Linked DNA regions of Mus musculus: regions 2, 3 and 4 are each linked to region 1. The links are chromatin contacts, called in public Hi-C and HiChIP or PLAC-seq maps. All regions are on one chromosome and are shown on one strand. Each heading gives the region's core, a stretch centred on a gene start, on an enhancer-like site or on the middle of the called end of the contact. The rest is flanking DNA. Distances are from core to core; before and after follow the strand shown. Region 1 holds the start of Galnt7 (polypeptide N-acetylgalactosaminyltransferase 7). Region 2 overlaps Galnt7 (polypeptide N-acetylgalactosaminyltransferase 7). Region 3 has its middle 44 kb from the start of Galnt7. Region 4 overlaps Galnt7 (polypeptide N-acetylgalactosaminyltransferase 7).

Region 1 (3,969 bases), core at 709-3,208:
GAAGTTTTATTCCTTTGCAATGAGTCTCCAGCTGGCCTCAGAGGCAAAGGCAACCCTGTCACCATTCACATGTGACCTCATAACCTGTCAGAGACTACTGCTTCTCTTCTTCATATCTCCCCTCCCATTAGGTGCAACTCTTTACTCTCTTCAGGGACCACTAACCCAAGGATCAACAAGTCGGAAACAGCTCAGAGTGGCAATCTCTACATGCAGTAATAGCTGCGGCGTTCACAAGAATTATACCCATAATCACCAAGACTTACCCTATTCGTATTATCTGTGCTTTATTTTATTATCTGCATGTGCACTTGGCCTCAATTATCTCTTTTGGCAATACTATGAAGTATTATAATCATGATTTTGGCAGATAAGGGCCCTAGGCTCAGAGAGGCTAAGTGTGACTTTTTCCTGACCCAATCATTTAACATAGCTTCTCATTTTCTAAAGAGTTCTCTACAAAGGCTAACTGCCAACAAGTGTGGCGAAAATCGTATATTTTAAGGTATACTTTCAGTTTCACTTAAACAATGTTAAGAACTCAGAGGAACACCGGCTTTTACAACCGAATACCTGGTTATCATTTTCTAACTTTTTGGCCTTGCATATTTCAAGTTGTGGTGGCAAGGTCATCTTAGACTACTAACAGCAGTTGGGTGAGCTCCCATCACTTCAGCGATGAGGGCTACTTCCCAGCTATGCTCATAATCACAGTCAGTTTTCCATCTTCTCAATAGTGGACAACCATATCTGAATAACAATGCATATACTGTTGATCACTAGGGGAGACTTAACCAAGTTTCACTTGTTTCGAAAGCAAAATACATGCAGATAAGGCAATATTAGGATTAAAAAGGTCAATTTACGCCATCCTTAAACCTGCTACCGAAAAGCATTTGTTCAACAAATTGAGTAGTTTAGGGGTATGGCACACACTGCAGACTGTGATTTAAAGTGATTGACATCTTTGGCACAATGTACAAGGGAGAGGCGTGTAGCTAAACATTTGCCAATATCCTTTCCTGGAAAAGTCAGTTGTGAGAGAAGCAACGATGCATGTACGGAACGTTTTAAAAGCCCGAAATCCACTTTCCCCAGAGTAGGAACTTGCAAGTCCATTAACAGGGACCGTAGTGAGAATTAGCTAGTCGACTTGGCTTTCTAATTAGCCCAAGAGAGAAGGCAATACTGCCTTTCCAAGTGAGTCCTCTTTTAGTTCTGTGGTGTTTGCACATCTCACCTGGGCCTTTCGATTACAAATCCACCTCCTTAAGGAGCCCTGTGAAAAAACAAGATTAAAAAAAAAAAAAACAGCTATAAATCAGCCACGTGGAGTTACTGCTGCAGCAGCGGTGGCTGACTTCCTGGTTTCCTTCCTGCAAGCCTCTGGCTGGGGAGATTGAGCAGTGGGCGTCGGGAAGGGCAGGGCAGCCTAGGGCGTCTGCAGGTCCACCTGAGGGGCACCGGGCGGCAGCATCCTGGCAGGGCACGGGCGTCAAGGACAGAGTTTTGGTCCCTAATTACAATAAAAGTTTGGGGATCTGCAAGCTTTAGGAAGCGGAGCCTTAGGGCAAAGGCTAAGACCAGACCTGGGGGAAAGTGTTAAGTTAGTTCCAAGGTTACTAGGGACTCGCGGGTGGTGGGGGGTGGGTTCTCGCGGTCGCGGGTGGAGGAAGGGGGTACTGCGGAGCTAGAGCGGGCAGGTAGAGAGAAGGGAAGCCTGGAAAGCTACACACGCCGGCCGGTCGGAGCTCTGCGGAGGCCGGCGGAGGGGAGGGGGTGCGGCAGAGCAGTGCAGAGGCAGGCGCGGGGAGGGGGCGGAGGGGCGAGCCAGGGGAAGGTAAAGCCGAGGGGAGTTCCGGATCTGGTGCTGGAGAGGGCAGGCGGTGGGGAGGGCGGCGGGCGTAGTGATCCGGGGGGGGGGGGGGGGGGAAGGAGGAGGAGGAGGAGGAGGGCCGGGGGAGGGGGAAGGAGGGAGGGGAGAGCGGTGGCGGCGGCTGCGCCGGGCTGTGTGTCTCTCGCCGCCGGAGGAAGATGAGGCTGAAGATCGGGTTCATCTTACGCAGTTTGCTGGTGGTGGGAAGCTTCCTGGGGCTCGTGGTCCTCTGGTCTTCCCTGTCCTCGCGGCCCGACGACCAGAGCCCACTGAGCAGGATGAGGGTGAGTGACCCGCCTGGCCCCCTCCGGCAGAGGCGACCTGCAACTTGTTTTTTTGCGCGCGCGCGTGAGTGTGTGTGTGTGTGTGTGTGTGTGTGTATGTGGCGGGAGCAAGGGGCGGCGGGGTCGCGGCCGCGTGGGCGCCGCAGCTCCGCAGGTGGCGCTGGCCCGGCGCCGGCCGATCGGGGGCGCCTAGCCCTACGCCGCGGGTACCCCTCGGCCGCCGCCGGCCCGCCCCCTGGCCGCCCCTTCCTCCCGCGCGTCCCCGCCCCGGGTTCAGCGCCGTCACCCGCGCTACTGCTGCTGCTGCCGCTACCGCGGCCGCCGCGGCGGCCGTGGTGGCGGCTATAGGCGGCCGCTCCAACGCCGGGACTGCCGGGGCGGAATCGCAGGACAGAGTCGGCTCCCCGGAGCCGAGGCTGCTCGGCGTCCGACTCGGGGCTACGACCCCCGCGCTGGCGGCAGGCGGGCGCGGGGTTGGTCCGAGCTGCGGCCTGTGGCGCGTGCAGGCCTGAAGGAGGCGAGATGCCGGCGCCGCCGCCGTGGTCCGGTGGAGCAGGCCCCGCGGTCCAGCCTCTCCTGTGGTCCCCGCCCAGTCCGGGTGCTCGCCGCGGGGGCGCCCCTAGCCTGTCCGCCTCGGGCTCCAGCCCACGGCGCCGCCTCTCCGCAACTCCCGTGGCCGGGAGCCGGGTGCAACGTGTAGCTGAGGCCTCGCCCCGCACCCCTTGTCCCTTCGATTCCCGGACAGGGGAGAGACACGTCCCCACCCGGATCGGCGTCCCTGCACCGGGGCGCCTGGGAGCCCCGGTCGCCCGCTGTGCTCCCTCGTCCTGCGGATCCGGAGCGGGCTCCAGTCCCCCGGCCCTACCTGGGCTGCTCCGGCCGAGGACCTAACTTGTGCCGGCTCCTGGCCGCCCCTCGCTGCCTGTTCCATCAGCCTGACGCCGAGAGGCGCGCTCCGCTGGGACGCATCCGTCTGCCGCCCTCGGCGCCGGCGTTAGTCTTGACAGTCCCGGCTTTGAGGGTTTAGTCAGGCTTCTCGGAACTTTAGTTACCGGGATCCGGCCACTGCGCTACGCTCGCCCCGGCAGTTGGCGGCGCGAACTGCTTCGCACCTCCCCAGCTTAACCCCCACCCCCTCAGCTTGGTGAACCGTTACACCCCCTGCTCCCCCGGAGTTCCTCATCCCCGAGCCCTCCAAGCCCCACAACCTCGAGTCCAGGTTAGACTCAGAAGAAGTGGGAGACACTAGGAGTTCTGGACACAGACGCTGAGCAGCCGTGGGAGGAGTCTCTTAAGAAAGTGCCTTCTGCAAAATCAGCGTTGCAGCTACATAATCTACTTTATTAATTTTACTTTTGGAAAGTTAGCGTCAGGAAGTTGAGGGGAAAAGCTTGTGACGACCTTCCAAGAGTAGGGCTCTTCAGTTGATGCTTATGACACACACAACTTAATCTGTAAATTGCTGCATTTGGGGCTGGCCTTACTGAAGTGGAGTCTCACCAAAGTCTAAATTGATGAATTTTTTTTTCCTTTTCACTGTGTTTGGAGTGATTTTTTTTTTGTATATTTTTGCTCTCAAACTGATTTGATGAGATGAATATTGAAATTGATTTTTTCAAGTCATGAACTGCTCTTTTATATAAGAGGCATTATATGATGCTGAAAATCCTAAGCCCCATTTTTCTGAGAAGGAAATTGAAAACCTGCTATAACTAGTTATGTTCAAAATGTCCTGTAGTTCTGATCCTTTTAAAGCCATGATTGGACCCAGCACGGTGGCGCCTGCCAGTAATCCCAGCATTTGGGGAG
Region 2 (3,969 bases), core at 783-3,282, 60 kb after region 1:
ATTTGTTGCTTATGGTTTTCCTATAATAAAAATTAACCATATTTTAGTATTGTTGTCTCATTTTTTTTAATGTATTCCCCTTGATTATTGCCGCAAGTTTTTATGGTCTAAGTTAGAGTCTCTCTCCTATTACTGTTATAAGTATAAACTGTGTCAGGGTGCCCCTTGTGAGATAGGCTGGTCTGTGGAACTAGAAGCCATATCAGTAGTTTACTTTTCCCGTGTTTAAATAAAGTACTCATTTTTCTTTGAAGCGCCAAGATTTCACTTGCAAGAGAAGATTTATCCAGTGCTGAACAAAAGAGGGGACTTTAGAAGGATTATTCAAATTTTAGATGTGTAGGGAAGTAACATTTGTGGTTATCTCATTAGATTCCCAAAGCACGAGCTTAAACCAAGCAAGCGTAAGATAAGGGTACCTGAGGTCAGCTTATATTCCAGGAAGTGCTGTAATAAGAGATGATCTAGGTCTAGAGGATTTCTACGTACCCAGCCCTTGAGCAAGCACTGGCCAGGCACCTGCTGTCTTCCAGGTGATTGGATCTCACAAGTAGACTGTTGTTTGCCTGACCAGGAAAAAAAAATGTGTAAGGTCTGTGGGAGGAGGCTGGGGAGTGGTTTCTGCCAGCTTATTCCTTAATTTAAGTTTCTGGTTTGAACTACTGTGTGCTTATTGGAAATTCCACATTTACAAAATAGAACATTAGAGATTATAGTGTCAATACTTTTTTTGAGTGACTCCTGTCCTCTCAAGCTATAACTTTAATGTTGAAAGTTAAAAGTTATATTACTAAGACCTACTAAGATTACTAATACTTTAAGCATACAGCTTTTTAGAAAGTACAGTTTTAGTTGGAGAGAGTGTTTTATGCCTTTGATCCCAGAGCTCCTGGGGCAGAGGCAGGGTGGATTTCCATGAGTTCTCACAGTGTGTGTTTCAGGCCAGGCAGGGATGTGTAGTGCGCCCATGGTTTTGTTTTTTAAAAAGCATAGCTTCCATGGATTTAAACGGCTTTAGTTCTCATTTGGATATACTAAATTCTGCTCAGAGTTACACTGTATACTTCTGAATAAACAGAATGGATCTGTGACCCATCTTACTAATAATACTTTCAGCGATACTTGTAGACAACACCCAATCGTTGGAAAAAAAATCTAAAGTTCCAAAAGATCAAGCTTAAAAGTTAAATTACAAACAAACAAACAAACAAAGTTAGCCATAGTGACACATGCTTGCAATCTCAGCACTTGGATGTAAGAGGATCCGAAGTTCAAAATTATCCTTAGCTACATAGCAAGTTCCAGGCCAGCCTGAACCATGTCTCAAAGACCACCACCAACTACAAAACCACAAAATAATATTTTTATTTTTCTAAGGAGTCTGTTGTCGTTACTAATATAAACTTGTATTCAGAAATATTTTAAGTGAATATGTGTTCTGTAAAGAAGTTTATTTCTGTTCACTAGGATTGGATTCTGATAAAATAAAGTCATTATTTCCTGCCAGTTGCAATGTAGTTTTGCTGAAACCCGCTGGAAGAGCAGCCTGCCCTCAGAGTACTTGTGGTCTCGGTGTTCAGTGATGTGAGGGAGAGGGTCAGACCCTGCTAAGGGCTTTTCAAATGGAGATAGCTCTGAGAGCTGCCCACTGGCTGATTTAACAACTGGAACGTAGGCACAGATAGCATAATTATTATCAAAAGAGAGAATATACAGAAACGATGTCAGTCATTTGTGTGTGTGCTGTTTGTGTTTGCATATGTGTGTGTGCACATGTGTACGTGTATGCACTTGTGTGTGGAGGCCAGAGCTCCGTGTCAAGTGTCTTCCTACCTTTACTTTCCTTAAGACTTATTTATTTGTATGTTACATGTATGAGTGAGTGTTTTGCCTGCCAGGAGAGCTGGGTCAAACTGGATCTAGAGATATATTATGGGCCATTTCGAGCTGCAAGCTGTCATGTGAGTGCTAGGAACTGACCCAGTCTTCTGCAAGAACAGGAAGTACTCTTAACCTCTAAGCCAAGCCACCGCTCCAGCTCCCCGACCTCATGTTTTAGACAAAGGCCTCTTCTGAACCTAAAGCTTCCCCCACACACACACACACCCTTGGCTAAGGTGGCTAACCATTGCGCTTCAGGGATCCACCTGTCTCCTCCTCACAGGAGGCAGGTTACACCTGATTTTTTAACGTGGGTGCGGGGGATCTGAACTTAGGCCTTTATGCTTATGAGGGGAGCGTTTTATCCACTGAGTCACCTCCCAGACCTCGGGTCAGGCCTGGTGGTTTTCCATTTGTTTGCTTTTGTAAGAAACTGAATAGTGGGAAGAAACTTGCTAAACTCCTGTTTAGTTTCTTAGATGATTTTAAGTACTTAAAAGGAACATCGGCGGTTTCCACTCAGAGCATCCAGGGCTCATGGTTTACCTGAAGGAAAAGTCTTGGATGGATTAGAAGCTCCTGGGGTGAGTGTGTGCACCGTTGTCATCGTTACACAGGGAATCCGGTGTCCAGGAGCTGGTACTAAAAAAGATGTTTGGACCAGACACCAGAAAATGGAGATACTTTTAGATAACCTTATCGACTTTATCATTACTTGTCGAGTTGATTACCGAACACTAGTGGACATTTTCTACTGAGTAAATGGTATTTTCAGTACATTTGATTTTCTTATGAAGTCAGGAAAAATTATCCTATTCTAACAACAGAAAAGAAAGGGTTAAAGCCAGTGCAAAGATCCAAGCCTTTAAGTGTGCCTTCTCGGACTGTTTTGTTGTAGCCCTGTGACTGATCACTATTAGGTTAGTGTGGATGGACACACCTCCTTTAAGAACAACAGATGAAGCTAGGCTAATCACACAGGCCTGTAATTCCAGTGACTCTAGAGACTGGGGGAGGAGGACACAAATTCAAGGCTTGCCTGGGCTCCAGAGTGAGTTCAGGCCTTCTTGGGCAGCATAGTGAGATTATCTCAGAAGAACAGGGTCTCAGTAGTAGAGAACTCACCTATCATATGCGAGGCCCTAGGTTTAGTCCCTTGTGTCCTTTGGACAAAAGGGAAAGACAAGAACACCAAAAGATATCCAGCTATGCAAGAAAGCCCAAAGCTGGCCGGGCCAGTTGCACAACAGTGAGATGCGTCGTGGTGCTCTGGTAGAATGGGAATCCAAAAGTACGATTTGGCCAAGTTTTTAGAAAGATGCGTATATTCACGTTTGTCACACAGTATAGGATAGAGCTGTATCATTGAATGTATTTTTGTTTTCCTTGGTGTGCCTGGGAACTTGGTAAAGCCTCTTTCCTGTGCTTAAACTGGCGGCAGTTACTCACAACCCTTGTGACTCTGGTTTCTATAGCGTGTGGGCAGTTTTGGGAGGAAAAAAAATCACGTAAAAAGAGAAATTACTAGCTTCATAGCGAAACTGAAGGTGTCTCCATAGACAAGATCTTTTTTGTTTTGTTTTGTTTTGTTTTGTTTTGTTTGTTTGTTTGTTTTTCAAGACAGGGTTTCTCTGTGTAGCCCTGGCTGTCCTGGAACTCACTCTGTAGACCAGAATGGCCTTGAACTCAGAAATCCACCTGCCTCTGCCTCCCGAGTGCTGGGATTAAAGGTGTGCACCACCACGCCCGGCCATAGACAAGATCTTAACACTTTGTTCTCAAGATTAAATTTAAGGAAGTGGCTTAAAGTATAGTCCTTAGCCTGGTAACCCTGCCAAAGTCTACCGCTCAGTGTCTGAGTCTCTCAGCTGGGTTTTTTTGTGTGAAATGATCACTGTAATATTAAGTAAAGATCTTAGTCTATTAAGTTTGGTACTTTCAAAAAAAGAAAAGGACACAGGAAGCCTCCTCCAAGGGGGTCTGTTTGTTTCCGTGATAATTCTTGTCATGATGTCACATTTTATCTTACTAAGTCACACCCAAAGCTTATGTGGGTCTTTTGTATTCCCATCAGCGTACTGAACCTAG
Region 3 (3,969 bases), core at 913-3,412, 43 kb before region 1:
GGGGGCAGACTCCTTGGAGTTGGATTTACAGGTATTAAAGAGACACCAAGGAAACTGAACCCAGGTCCTCTGGAAGAGCAGCCAGTGTTCTTAGCCACTGAGCTATCTCTCCAACCGCTCTTCGCTGTTTTTTTTGACAAATGAGTCTTCTATCTTAACGAGAATAAGGAGAAGGTACAGGAGCCTTTTCTATCCCATTCTCTCCAGCACTGAAAAGAAACAGTGAAAGTGCTGAGGTACAGGGGCTCTTGTGGCAGCCAAGACCCCCAGCATGCCTGAGACTCCAGAAGAACATTCTTAAGAGAGACAACACGGTGAAACTTTCTGGTTGTCCCACGAAAAGCTCAACTCCCACCCCACCACGAAAGGGTTGAGAAGATCACAAATTCCCATTATATTTCCAGGAGGAAATAACAAGAATGGTGAAATTGAGTCTATGTATGTCCCAAAGAAATGAAAATTGTTCAGTAAAATTCACTAGCCCCTTGCGTCTGAAAGACCAAAAGAAGCAGGCTACGTTGGATTTTTGTTTTATGCAACTGGCTGAGATTTAAGCACATGTGCAGAAGCTGGTGACATTCAAGTGTCCCCCATGTTCGGGAAGCCCAGATTTTCTCCTCTCTATTCTACTACTGTACAATTCTTTCTAATAAAAATTCCTTTTTTGACAACTAGCCATGGCTAAGTTAAAACCTGAGAATTAGTATTGGCAAATTAATAGAATTCTATGGACCCTGGAGCCACTTGGTGTGGTGTCAGATAAGAACAGAGAAGCAGAGACCACAGAACATAATTTCTGCCTGGGGAGTAAGAATGGAGGGCCATCAAAGGGCCAGCATAGACGACGACATACATGGCACAGTCCCTGGACTTAACATTTTGGCGTTTGACTTTCTTGCCTGTTTTGATGCAAGAAATTTGACAGACATCGGTAACTTGTGAAAGGTTTATTTTCCTTATTTATTTTTCTGTTGTTATGATAACATACCATGACAAAATAGAGTTGAGGAAGGAATAGTTTGTTTTGATTGACAGCTCAGGGTGGGGAAATCGAGGCAGCAGAAGCTTGAAACAGTTTCTGGCATCCACAGTCTACAGTAAGAGAGTAATGAATGTTCCTGTTCAACTCATTTTCTCCTCTCACAGCCCAGGATCCCATGATAGGGAAGGGTACTACAGGTTTGCCCACCTCAATTAATACCATCGAGGTAATCCCCCACAAGCATACCCAGAGGCCCATCTCCTGAGTGAGTCTACATCTCATCAAGTTGACAATTGAGATTAACCATGACTGGAGTTTGGACTTTTATTTTTTAAAAACAATACTAGCTGAGCTTGGTGTGGTACATCTGCAGTCTCAGCCATAAGGCCGAGGCAGGGGGATCTGGAGTTTGAGGACAACCTGAGCTACATAGTGAGACTCTAGCTCCAAAAATAAAACAAATACACAGTTTGAAGGCATATGATTTATTCATCTAAAATGGGCATGTGGCAGATGTCATACTTTACTTTTGGGGGTCAAAATAATATTCCTTTGTATGGAATATCATATATTGCTTTAATTATTCATCAGCTGTTAGACATTTGAGTTATTTCTCCCTTTTGGCTAAGAGCAGTAACACTGCTAAATATTCAAGTATAACGTATAGACATATGTTTTCATTTCTCTAAGGGTGGATACATTTGAGTAGAATCGATGGCTCCAATGTTTGCTAACTCTATGCTTGAGCACTGGAGGAATGACCAGACTGTTTTCCAAAGTGGCTGCATGGATTTACACTTTGCAACTCCTTCAGGGTTTTCTATTTTCCTTGTAACTCTTAATATAGTAATTCGCTTTAATATCTAAGTTAAAAACATAGACTACTGCATCGGTACTTATGTCAGTAATAACCACAAAAAAAAAAACTCGCCAGAACAGAGATTCTGTTCTCACTCCCCAAACATTCCCAAGGACATTAGAATGACTGTCACTTTGTAGACAATCACAATGGATTCTGTGTGTGTGAGAGTCCAAACAAGAACTGTGTGGTCCTTTGTAGTAGTTTTGTAAAAGTCCTTTTAATTATTTTCTTTTCCCATAACATGTGAGATAAAGACATTTGAACACATTGGGGAAAACACACACATATAGACGGCTTTCGTGGGGAGAGCACTACATATGCCAATCATTGTAATCTGGAAGAATGGTAAGATTTCAACATAAATCATGACAGTACAGCATGCATGTGCTGTGAGCCAAGTATCCGATGAGACAACAAGCGGTAAAAAGTCAAAGATGGTGACAAGAACAGTGGGGAGGAAGAAAGATGGTACCAGGTGGCTTCTTGGAGGGAGACAAACCATGGCACCATAGCTGGGCTTTAGGGGAAGCGCCAGAGCCTGACAGTTTTATAGGCAGAGTTGAAAAGAGGCCATGCTGAACATAAAACAGTAAGACCAGTGACTAGGAAAACACAGGCAGGAGCAGGTAGCTCCCTCAGAGGAGACTACGCCCACCCCCCTCATTCAGCCGAGCAGCAATAGGTTGTGCGTTTGATTATGCATGCCAGATTAAAGAATCTGGTCTTTATTGAGGAAACAGTGGGAGGAAGCTGGCAGAAACTTAATCAAGCTATTTTTATAATCATTGAGGTACTTCAAGGCTACTGTTTTGGCAGCATGGTGTGGAAAGTAGAAGACAGGGAACGGGCATAGAAGCAGTGTTTAAAAGTCAACAGAACTCTCCAAGTATAAAATAACAAACGTGTAGGTCAGAGCTTCCAGTACAGGGAGATTTTACCCTTGGTAGACATTTGCGGATTCTGGAGTTATCTGTGGCTGGGAAACAGGGGACAATGCTTCCATATCCATTAGATAGAGACCAGGGTACAGAGAACCATCCATAAAGCAAAAGAGAATGCCCTACATCAAGGGATCATCCAATTCACACTGTTGGTACTGCCAAGGTTGAGAAAACTGGCTCTAAATCAAGGTGGCTGCACGGCAGAGAGAAGCAAGTGACAGTTATTATGTCCATTTTCGAGGGAAAAGTGACAAAGCTTGGTAAACTGATGAGGTCTGAAGACATGAGCTGGGGAGTCAATGGATTATAACTTGCATAATTGACAAAAATATAGCAAAGTAATTTTTAGGGACATCATAGTAAGAAGGGAGATAAACTTTGTGAATAGAGTAATGACTCCACAGCATTTGTGTGTGTTCCTTTATTTAGTTCCCTTAATTTGCTTTTCTTAAAAGCAACCTTCTCCTCCAATGCTTGGTTTGAGTAGGGAAGCGAACATTGTTAGCCCCACCCCAAGTCGCACTTTTTCTACCTGCTGTCCAATCAGAATCCACCATTGAGAAGGCTTTAGTGAATGCAGCTCTAGGTAGATGCTTGACCCCAGCAAAGCAATCAGAGTTCTGCTAGGAATATCTTCTCTGAGCAGAGTGACAATCAAAGGGAGGGGTGGAGAACAGAAACAGTAACAAATAGAAAACATTTACATCTCAGATCCAGTTATACCAGAAAAACACAGTTTAACTGAAGCTGGGCGTGGTAGCACACACCTGCAATCCTAGCATTCAGGAAGGCTGTATTATAGTGCATAGCAAGACCCTGTACTAAACAAACAAACAAATAGCACCCACCCCCAAAGCCTACACAGGAAAAAATGTCCTAGACTTGAGTTTTCCAGTTAGATTAAGTCAACGTATTTTCCATTTGCCAAAGCTAGTTTGTGTTGGGTTTTTGAAGGACAATGGGGAAAATGGAGATAAAGATTATAGTTGGGGAGGTCATTAAAGAGAGGAAAGGAAAATGGATAAGACTAAGGATGTTTGAAAAGGCCTTTAGGAATCATATTAGCTTATACTTAACTACTATATATAATAAATAAAGTGTGTGGGTACACACACACACATATATAATATAGTATAATATATATATATACATGTATATGTATACATACACGCACACACATACAC
Region 4 (3,969 bases), core at 872-3,371, 36 kb after region 1:
TTTGAAATTTATATTTATTACACTACGAGTTTTTAGATGTAGTCACATCATACCCTTCTCTGTATAATGAGATATTAGGTTAATAAATCGACTACTTACAGACTTGGCCAAAGCCACACAGCTGGGGAATAAAAGATCCAGCTATGAATACAAATTCAAATCTTACTGAACTTGCTATCCCAGTGCATTTTGCTGTCTGTAGAAGATAAAAACGAAACTTTTAAGTGCTTTGAAAGGGTTCACAGCTATTTGTATGACTAGAATATAATCTATTTTAAGCAAAGAAAACTAGGTTATATGCTATTTCTACTTTGAGCCAAATCTGTATGTTTTCAGTCTGTGGGCCTCAGTATTAATTCTGTATTAGCATTAATGAAAATGCCAGCTCTCGTTTAGAGCAGGTGACCAATAGGTGAAACCAGAGAGGACAGTTTAGGGGGAAAAGAAACTTTATTCTAGTAACTGTTGATCGTGTCCTACAACTTACTGTGCTAATTGGCTTGGAGGAAACTAAGAAAGTTTCAACCAGATTGTCTAGAAGCCCACAAGTAGCCATAGATTGCCTCTTATTAGGAGAGTCTTCTTTTTAAAGATGTATTAATTTATTTTATGTGAGTACACTGTAGCTGTCTTCAAACACACCAGAAGAGGGCATCAGATCTCATTACAGATGGTTGTGAGCCACCATGTGGTTGCTGGGAATTGAACTCAGGATCTCTGGAAGAGCAGTCAGTGCTCTTAACCACTGAGCCATCTCTCCAGTCCTCATTAGGATATTCTTGGTGTGACATTTCCTGTGCACACCTTTAATCCCAGCACTTGGAAGACAGAGGCAGGCAGATTTCTGAGTTCGAGGCCAGCCTGGTCTACAGAGTGAGTTCCAGGATTGCCAGGGCTACACAGAGAAATCCTGTCTCAAAAAAACCAAAAAAAAAAAAAAAAAGGAAGGAAGGCAGGCAGGCAAACAGGCAGACAGGTAGGCAAGCAGGCAAGGAGCTTTCAGTCTTTGTGAGTCTTACTAGGCTTTGAGAACAGTGTCATTACTGCATGCCTGTATTGTACTTTTTTTTTTCTGAGACAAGGTGTCCAGCTGTGGATACCTAGATGTGGATGTCCTAAAACTCACTCTGTATACTAGGCTGTCCTTGAACTCAGAGATCCACCTGCCTTTGCCTGTGGAGTGGTGGGATTAAAGGCATGCGACACCACCATCTCCTGGCTGGATTGTACTTTTGAGTACAGAAAAATCGTCCCCCATGAATGCCCAGCAGATTCTGCATATGAATCGTAGCCGTGCTTGGCTAGAAAAGAGATAATACTGAGTTTTTGTTTGGTTTTTTTGGTGACTATAGCTGCTTCAGAACAATCTTAATATTGCATATTATTTTTATTTTGCCAAAGGAAACTCATGTGTACTTTTGGAAAAATGGGAAAACAACTAGTAGTTGAATTGATTTCTCTGGATCTTGCCCAGTGTCTAGCTTCTGGGTAAATAAGAGTGTTCGAAGATGAGAAGTGTGTTACCAAGGGTCAAGCTCTATACCAGGTATTGTAGAAGGCAGGAACCAGGATCAGGAAGAAGTGAGTGAAGCTGGTGTCTGTAAAGGTCACAAAGGTCATAGAACTGAACAACAGCAGACCGAGACAAGGCGAGAGCGCAGATCTCTTCTAACTTGGCTTATGCTGTTGCCTTTTCGGAATCACTAATTTTACTCTTTTCTGCTTTTTCCTTTTGAATTAAATAATTAATAAATAAAACCTGGAGGCAGTTTCACGACCTTCTTTATGTCCCCAAAAGAAAGACACACACACCCCTTTATATTTTGATAAGCTTTATACAGCTCAGTAGCTGGGCCCTGTCTAACCTCCATGCAGTTAATCTACCTCCTGCCAATAATCCTGAGTTATTACTTACTAAACCCTAATTCTACCTTGGCTGCCCTGGACCCAGAGGGCTGCCCTCTCCCGGCTCCTTCACATGGCTGCCATGCCTGTCTGCCCTGCACTCTTCTCAGGCAAGGTGTCTCTCTTCTCCTCCACGCTCCCCAGACAGGGCGGATCTCCTTCTTCCTTCCACTCCCTGTCCCAAGCTCCAGAAATTCCAAATCCCGCCTCTGTCTGTCCTTCCCAGCTATTGGCTGTTGGCATTTTTATTTACCAATCAGAACCAATTTGGGGCAGCTTCCCAGAAGCTACCTGCAGACCCTGCTGTAAGCAGTATTTGGGGGGAACGTAATTAGCATTATAATACAAGCAACTGCATTTTCCTTATCTAGTTAAGGTTCTGCTTCCATTAGAAAGCCTTACAGCTTTGCTCACAGATTTCTTAGCCCTTTATAGCGTTTGTTTGACCTGTTGAATGCTAGGTCTGCATTTCATCGACTACGTCCATGTGCTTGTCCAAGAGACTCTGCGGCAGCCCTATGAGGTGCTTTGCTTTCTCAACTAGATAGAAATATCTCCTGTCACTTTGTGGCAAGACAGTATTTTGGCTCATGGTTTTTAATTCGGTCGTGGTTTCAATTCCTTTCAGGCAGAGGGACTACAGAGAAAGACTAATCAGAATGAGGGCTGAGCAGCAGAAGTGGGTTCCCAGTGGCTTGCCTGGGTCAGCTACCCTCCTGAGGGTTTGGTGTCTCTAAAACAATGGCATCAATTTAAACAAATCAGGGGAAGGAAGGTGGTCAGGTTTGGAGCCTGTTGTGGCTATTTCTGACTTAAACCATAATGCTATCATTGCTAGAAGCTTTTTTTAGTCTATCTCCCTGCAAATCTATGCTTGCTTCATGTATGTAGGTGCATACACATTTATAATTATAGTCCCTTTATGAATTGATTATCACCATTCTTTGTCTCATCCTTCAGATTTTTTTGCTTAAATTTTTATCAGATTCAAGTATAAACACCCTTGCTGTCTTTTGGCTTCCATATGCACAGAATATCTTCTTCCAGCCCTTTGCTCTCTACGTGTTTGAGTTCTTAAAGCAAAGTGAACCTTCCACAGTCGCTCTCTAGTTTAATACTGTAGATTTCAGAATTCACTTTGGTATTTGAGAGCCAGGTCTCCACCTTCCCCTGTCATTGTTCTTCTGTCTCAAAATCTTCTCATTGATGTTGTGATTGCTCTCTTCCCTGCTGACGTTTGCTGGAGTATGCAGTCGCATGATGCTTCCCACCCCTCCTAATGCTGCGACCCTTTAATACGGTTCCTTGTGTTGTACTGACCCCCAACCATAACATTACTTTCATTGCTACTTCATTTCTGTAATCTTGCTACTGCTATCAATTACAATGAAAATGTCTGATTTGCAGGATCTCTGGTACGCAATCCCCCATGAAAATGCCCTTCAGTCCCCAAAGGGGTCTGGACCCACAGGTCGAGAACCACTACAGTAGACATTTGCCCAGGACTGTTGGTTACCGTTCAGAACGTTTCTCCGCCTAGCCACTAGGAACAGAGCCTTGTGTTATGCCAACTGCCACTAGCACCCAGCCTTTATTCTCACGTTTCCAGATCCAGATCTGAGCATAGCAATGCATGCTGATTCTGTGAACACCTATCTTCGCTGCCTGTTGCATGCAGTTACTTGGAGCCAACGGCTAGATTTCACTCTCACTATCAACTAGCATGCAAGGCACCTGCCAGTGCCTCCAAGTCACTCAAGTGGATCCCAGTATCTCAGGCAATCTGACCCGGCCTCCGTCACTCGGGCCCAGCCATGTGTAACAGGCCCGGACCATTTGTCACACCCCGTGTCCTGTCCCCTTTGCTATCCCGTTCCGTCCTTGGCTTTCTCTTATCAGCCCTGAAGGTTTCTGGCCTCTTGTGGCCTCTGGCACAGACTGGAGGTAGGGACCTAGCAATTGAAGGCATACTTATTTAATTATGCTTATGTAGAAACATTGAAGTTCTTTTATGACAGGTTCGAGCCAGAAGAATGAGTAGTTGTTTTCTAGCAGGACCCGTGC

What was found. Hi-C and Micro-C count contacts between places; a contact is called where the count stands out from the background. HiChIP or PLAC-seq counts read pairs in DNA pulled down with a chosen protein or histone mark.
Region 2: a contact with region 1 is called in an H3K4me3 HiChIP or PLAC-seq map of bone marrow-derived macrophages, with 4 times the contacts expected there. The contact joins the enhancer-like site here to the promoter of Galnt7 in region 1. A contact is called at or near these places in 5 of 39 promoter capture datasets (the 3T3-L1 cell line, the C10 cell line, the HPC-7 cell line and 2 more), 2 of 15 datasets of contacts at CTCF or cohesin (CD8 T cells and the NIH/3T3 cell line), 99 of 484 Hi-C or Micro-C datasets (the AML12 cell line, the Ba/F3 cell line, the C2C12 cell line and 63 more), 32 of 115 datasets of contacts at active chromatin or transcription factors (the 230-238 cell line, CD8 T cells, DN3 thymocytes and 21 more) and 2 of 9 other capture datasets (embryonic stem cells and liver).
Region 3: a contact with region 1 is called in a Hi-C map of Sertoli cells, with 2.4 times the contacts expected there. The contact joins the enhancer-like site here to the promoter of Galnt7 in region 1. A contact is called at or near these places in 2 of 39 promoter capture datasets (the 3T3-L1 cell line and pre-B cells), 2 of 15 datasets of contacts at CTCF or cohesin (CD8 T cells and the NIH/3T3 cell line), 11 of 484 Hi-C or Micro-C datasets (3T3-L1-derived adipocytes, Sertoli cells, brown adipocytes and 6 more), 5 of 115 datasets of contacts at active chromatin or transcription factors (the SCID.adh cell line, embryonic stem cells, epiblast stem cells and 1 more) and 1 of 9 other capture datasets (adipose tissue).
Region 4: an H3K4me3 HiChIP or PLAC-seq map of embryonic stem cells shows a contact between it and region 1, with 79 read pairs. The contact joins the enhancer-like site here to the promoter of Galnt7 in region 1. A contact is called at or near these places in 1 of 39 promoter capture datasets (pre-B cells), 1 of 15 datasets of contacts at CTCF or cohesin (CD8 T cells), 10 of 484 Hi-C or Micro-C datasets (embryonic stem cells, granulosa cells, nephron progenitors and 2 more), 14 of 115 datasets of contacts at active chromatin or transcription factors (CD8 T cells, the HPC-7 cell line, the SCID.adh cell line and 9 more) and 1 of 9 other capture datasets (pancreatic islet).

Annotation. Positions count from the first base shown.
Region 1 is chr8:57,651,044-57,655,012 of GRCm38.p6, reverse strand. It overlaps Galnt7 (polypeptide N-acetylgalactosaminyltransferase 7), which reads left to right and starts at 1,958. Exons shown (of 12, transcript NM_144731.4): 1 at 1,958-2,160. The coding sequence starts at 2,035. AW046200 (expressed sequence AW046200) reads right to left here and starts at 3,260. Exons shown (of 4, transcript NR_040698.1): 1 at 3,026-3,260.
Region 2 is chr8:57,590,879-57,594,847 of GRCm38.p6, reverse strand. All of the region lies in intron 1 of Galnt7 (polypeptide N-acetylgalactosaminyltransferase 7), which reads left to right. Among named protein-coding and RNA genes, the nearest start is that of Gm25379, 43 kb to the right of the region's middle. Within about 2 kb of position 2,032, at least 61 of the 459 cell types and tissues checked have an H3K27ac peak or open chromatin away from gene starts, as enhancers often do. A contact at or near this core is called in the Ba/F3 cell line, CD8 T cells, the CH12 cell line and 21 more, where this site is marked.
Region 3 is chr8:57,694,649-57,698,617 of GRCm38.p6, reverse strand. No RefSeq gene overlaps it. Among named protein-coding and RNA genes, the nearest start is that of Galnt7, 44 kb to the right of the region's middle. Within about 2 kb of position 2,162, at least 16 of the 459 cell types and tissues checked have an H3K27ac peak or open chromatin away from gene starts, as enhancers often do. A contact at or near this core is called in Sertoli cells, cortical glia and epidermal suprabasal cells, where this site is marked.
Region 4 is chr8:57,615,268-57,619,236 of GRCm38.p6, reverse strand. The region is part of intron 1 of Galnt7 (polypeptide N-acetylgalactosaminyltransferase 7); the gene reads left to right. Among named protein-coding and RNA genes, the nearest start is that of AW046200, 35 kb to the left of the region's middle. Within about 2 kb of position 2,121, at least 10 of the 459 cell types and tissues checked have an H3K27ac peak or open chromatin away from gene starts, as enhancers often do. A contact at or near this core is called in embryonic stem cells and rod photoreceptor, where this site is marked.